2 separate regions of the Drosophila melanogaster genome follow, and region 1 is linked to region 2. Evidence: chromatin contacts called from public Hi-C data. All regions are on one chromosome and are shown on one strand. The core of a region is the stretch at or near the end of the contact, and the rest is flanking DNA. Distances in the headings are between cores, read along the strand shown.

What was found. Hi-C and Micro-C count contacts between places; a contact is called where the count stands out from the background.
Region 1: a contact with region 2 is called in a Hi-C map of the Kc167 cell line, with 2.2 times the contacts expected there. A contact is called at or near these places in 5 of 107 Hi-C or Micro-C datasets (the Kc167 cell line, brain, embryonic neurons and 2 more).

The regions. Positions count from the first base shown.
Region 1 is chr2L:17,245,755-17,248,454 of dm6, reverse strand. It overlaps lncRNA:CR44395 (long non-coding RNA:CR44395), which reads right to left and starts at 1,294. Exons shown (of 1, transcript NR_124323.1): 1 at 799-1,294. All of the region lies in intron 2 of beat-IIIc (beaten path IIIc), which reads left to right. lncRNA:CR44396 (long non-coding RNA:CR44396) reads left to right here and starts at 1,838. Exons shown (of 1, transcript NR_124322.1): 1 at 1,838-2,599.
Region 2 is chr2L:16,971,793-16,974,492 of dm6, reverse strand. beat-IIIb (beaten path IIIb) reads right to left here and starts at 1,402. Exons shown (of 7, transcript NM_176057.3): 1 at 796-1,402.

The sequences.
Region 1 (2,700 bases), core at 45-2,544, 270 kb before region 2:
CTGAACACCTTGTCACTAGGTGTGAAAAGTGCTCCTTGGTGCTCTGCCACGCCCACCGCACCAAAAATAATCAATGGGCGTAACGGTAGCGGGCCAATTAAATTTATCGCCAACTCTTTTGTGCCTGCAAAATTGTTTTTAATTGTCCTTGGCAATTAAATACACGCCCGGCCGCCTTAGTCCTTTCCTCAGCCCTCTCCCCTCTCACCAACCACACAGAAATTAATCGAGTCGTGTGCCCAGATAAACACAAATTTAAAGCGGATAAACCCAAGGGGGTTTTTGTGGTTTGTGAGCGGTTGGGGTTTAGAATGTGAAGAAAGGGGTGGCGAAATCAGGACTCGGGTTGGCAAATTAAACACGGGGAAAGATCTTCAAGAAAACTCTCCTTTGCCTAACAGTTTTTCAAAAGGAAACCTTTTAGATTAGCTTTTTGAATCATATTTCTAATACCACCGAACAACATTTTACGGCACAGAAATCCAATAAAATGTTGTAATTATTATGTACTTCCCGAGATTATAACTATGACAAAGGTCTCCAATAAAATTCTATAATCTGCCGACACAATTCATCAACTTCAAAAGAATTATTAGACACTTTAATGACATTTTTATTAGGAATCATATCAGTTGAGTGTATAAACTAGAAAATATAAAATTCACGAAAAAATAGTGAAAAACAAAAATAATTTTAACTCTACTGAACTTTTTGAGACTTTAAAGATCTTGACTTAAGAAATCCAAGCTATTTCTTTTAAATATCTCATAAATCGTATGCCCTCGTATCATAATCTTTAAAGGCATCTCTAACATTCCATAAAAATCCTTATCAGCTCAACTCAATTCCTGGCTTCCAGCTTGGCAATTTGGCTTCATGCAAATGAATGATTTTGATGAGCCTGGATAAAAAGGATGAGCGAATACCTGAAGCTGCTTCAGCTGCATCAGCCCGCAGCCGAAACCAATGAAAACTTCTTTATCCCTTTACCTTCAATCTTCCCACTGACATTGCTTTTTTATCCTTGTGTCCCGTCCGAGTAGCAGTGCTTAAAAGATGCAAAGTAACTGCTGTCCTGGACCAATGTTGCCACATCTTGAGGCACTTTTTGAGCCACTTGCAGCCATTCGAGCTTCCTATTTTTCCACATTTTTTCGCCATTTTTTCCCCCAACAGTTTTCTCTTTACATAGAAAAATCCACAAAATCGACATAATGAAATTTTATCTTATCTTGGTTCTGTTTTTTTTCTATTACTTTACTCCATCTGCTGCTGGTCTTTTTATATCATTTATATTAAAACTTTTTCTTAGAGGCACGCTGATTTTCAAAATCATTGACAACATTTTCACGGGGGATACAATAGATTCCGGATTTTCAAATACTTTTTTAATTTGTTTTGTAATTTTTACAACAATCAGTGCTCGCTTTGGAGTGTACTACTGATTTCGATTTCGGTTTATGTTTGCATCTACAAATCTCCGAACCGCAGCCATAAATCAAAAGTTTGTTCTATATTTTTTTTTTTGAGTCCGTTATCTATAGCTTCCACACTCGTTCCGCTTATCAAAAAATACACCGCTCTCTAGTGGGCCAAATTTTTACTCGCACATTTTATTCAAATGCTACGTGTTGCATTTTTTCAGCCTGCACATCGCTCATAACTTTTCTCTGTCCAGTTGGCACTATTTTCCCACTCTCTATGCTTTTCCGGTTGTGTTTTCTGGTGGGGTTTAGAAAAAGCAAACACAGACACAGAAGGCTATGGTTAGTTTGAAAAATATATTACTCAGATTTAAATTAAATTTTTTTTGGAATTAGTTGAAATTTGTATTTGTATTTCTGATCAAACTAACGAAATTATTGAATGAACTATAATTTAGTGCCCAAGATTTTCCTGCTCCAGTGCAATTTTCGCGTCTCTGGCCTTTTTCCATTCCCAGTCCATATTTATTTCCCTAGCCAGTGATTATTATTTCATTTGGCTGCTGCTTTGGGCCCTGTGCAAAATTCGCTGCCTTTCATAATTCTGGCGACTTGTTTGTTTGAATTGTGTGCAATGCTGTGTTTCGATGTGGTGGGTGGCTGGATTGGATTTGCTGGCATGTGGGGCAGATTGCCATGTTGCTGGCGGAGCGTTAAACGCGCCAAATTGATTAGCATTTAAATTGCCTGCGAAATGTGTGGCACAAGGAGCACTGCAATAGCAAAGCAACAGCAGGAGCGGCAGCCCCAAAAATTAAGCCATAAAGCTGAAAGCGGACCATGAACGGTGCGCTCCTCTGTCGTTTGGCTAGCTCCGTCTGCTTCGCCACCCACCACCTTCCTGCTTTTTCGCATTCGGATTCCCATGGCAGCAATGAATTGCAAATAACGCATTGACCGCACTGCACCTTTGCCGCCACCTTTTGCGGACAATTCTGGGTGAACCTCAATCCCATTCCAGATCCAGGTGCATATGTATACTCGTACATGGATGTATGTGCGATATCTGTCCAACTTTTGCCCGACTGCCGGCAAGCGTTGCATGTTGCTGGCACAACAGCAACATAAATGGCAGCAGCAACATTCGTTGCGTTTACCGCCAAAAGCAGAAACCTAAAAGCAAAAACAATGAAAAAGGAAACCTGGACAAAAAGGTTAAAAGACAAATAAAAAAAAAAAACTAAAACCAAAAGTGCACAACACGGATATAAAATTT
Region 2 (2,700 bases), core at 153-2,652:
TCTGCCAGAGTTTCGCAATTTAAGAATGTGCTGGTAGGACTTTTCTCCCCGCTTCCTTGATTTCTCCCCCCGACTCGCCCACAACTAAATGAGACTAATGAAAGGCCATAACTCAAAGACCGGACAGAGAATGCCCCAGCTCGGCGACTCAAATTAATTGGCATTGTACGGGCATTTCATGTATATGGCGGAAAATGGAGGTGTCCACACGTCAGTGGTCAAAATAATAGGGTCTATGAAGTCTAATGTGAGGTATATTCTTGGTAATAGGCTTTAATGCGACTACCTTCAATCGAAAAAAGAAATTAGTACCTGACCAGTCAATTTAATATATTAGTTTCTTTAAGAAATGTGTTCATAATAGGTCTCAGCTCCGAAATGAGTACAAAGGACTATGTATTGTATTTATAATTAAATGATATTTTAAGACTTAATATATGAGAAAGTATAAATATCAAATAAATCTCTAGAAAACGTATAGAGCACATTATAGTAAACCAAGTTTACAGTTGACCAACAACTTCTGGTTAGTCGATATTATTATGTCCTTGGCTGTTCCTTGCCTGTAGTATATTGCTGTTGGCCCGTATCCGGCTATAGAATTTCATAATTATAATAATTTATGTTGACACCTGAGGCGTGTGCACAAATTGAACTGGCCCCAAGGCCCGCGCCAAGTTAATAAAACTTTAAGTTACAATTTGTGTGTTGCTATGTTGGTGTGTTTCGCTCTCTATCTGTCCTGGAAAATCCCTGAAGAAATATGAGCAAAATTCTATGTCGCATAATACTCACTTATTGTCGGCGATGCCTTTCTTTTGTTTTTCTCGCTTAGCTCTATTTTTCCAGAGAACTTTAAAGAACTCCAGTGGGATGGCGATTTTGTTGGGGTGTTGGGTTCGCGGTAGTGTTTTAGCCAAGTTTACCTTTTGCTCTCACACCGTTGTTGTTTTTGCTGGCCCACGTGCATAATAATAACAAATGATTGGTTGTCACGCACGTAACGGTACTTTCATTCATAATTTATGCATTTTAATTTGTCAAACTAAGTAGGAAAAGATGGGGAAGTTTCACTCGCTGATGAGAATAAATTCGTGGATTTCAACTAGGGGAAGATTAGTTTTCTTTTTCCTTTGCCCAACTGCAGTGGTTTTAGTTTGTTTTTCCTTACTTTCGCTTACATTTTATTCATAATTTGCCATTTCACTGCAGCACAAGCACACACACCCTCGCAAATAAGACACTCACACAATCGCACGTACGCACGAGTGTCCTCGGTTTTATCGCGATTTTCAGGACTCGGGGACTGGAGCAAATTGGAGTGGAGAACGGAGAATCGAGAACGGAGAATCGAGAATCGAGAATTTTGCCGCCACACGGACTTGTGTCGCCTTCGCCAACCACACAGCACCAATAACCGACCAAGACTAAAAGCTTCGCTCTCCTTATTACCTGGTTTTTACTTGGCGCCCAACACGCACACCCCCGCACACACGAAAACACACACACGAGCCAATTCCCGAACTGGAAAACGACGACCGGATATCAGGATAAAAAGCGACCAGAACGCACAAACTGGTTCGCATTGTCTGAGGTTGCGAAGTCACGAGCGAGAGAGAGAGCTCCTCTCTTTTTCTTCGGAAAGAAGGTAAGAGAAAGCGGGAGAGATTGGTTTGTTTCAATTCCACATTCCACAGCTATGTAATTCAACAGCTATGTTAGCCTAGTTAACATTATGGATGCTATTGCCGGGTAGCAGAAATAGTGGGAAATTATTATGTCAGCAGAATTCTAACAGTAGCACAAATATTTAAGCCAAAATAAGACTTTATCTGATTCTAAATTTTTGTAAACTTTTCTAACATAATATAATCAAGTTATCAATTTTTTTGCACACTTGTTTTTATAACTTTTATTATTCAATATATATGACATGACACTGGAAACAAAGTTGTAATACGTATAAGACACAAATGTAGTTACATTTACTTGGGCGTTCGACGCATTTATTTAATTCTTGGTCGCTCCTTAAGATCCCATCACAAGTGCTGCAAATTAGTAGAACTTTCTTCGCTCAAATACCCGTCCAAATAAACCCGGAGATGTTGTTCGTCAAATGCCTAGTTAAGTCCTCGCAGAGCCTGCACCAACAGCATTTTCTTTGATACGCACACAACATTGGTAAACAACGAAAACAATAGAAACAAGTAGAAGAACAAGGAGCAGAACAAGAGGAAGTTGGAGAAGTAGGACAAGCAACACAGATCCTTGCCCAGTGAGGCATCAATAGAAAATACCAATAACATCGACATCATCCTCCGCATCATTAGCCCAAACAAAAACTGCTGACTGGGGCACAATGCCAGCAAGCAAATCGGGCAAGGAGGCTGCCACTCCCCCAATTTCGTGCCCCAAAACCCCTATCCCGAAGCGTCTATCCCCTAGCCCACCGCTCACATCATTTCTAGACCATCGTAACCCTAGCTCAAGGGGCTCCAACTTTTTTTTTTGTGCTGCACATGCCCCGCTGGCAATTTGAAGTTGAGCCAACAGCTAGGAGTTCTCCACTTTCTAGTCCTCCCTCTATCTTCGGCTTTCACTCGCCTCTCCTAGTTTTTACACTGTGAAGAAAATATATTTTACAAACGGAAAATAAAACAAATATTTCCTAAACGATACAACAATTGGTTAATAAAATAC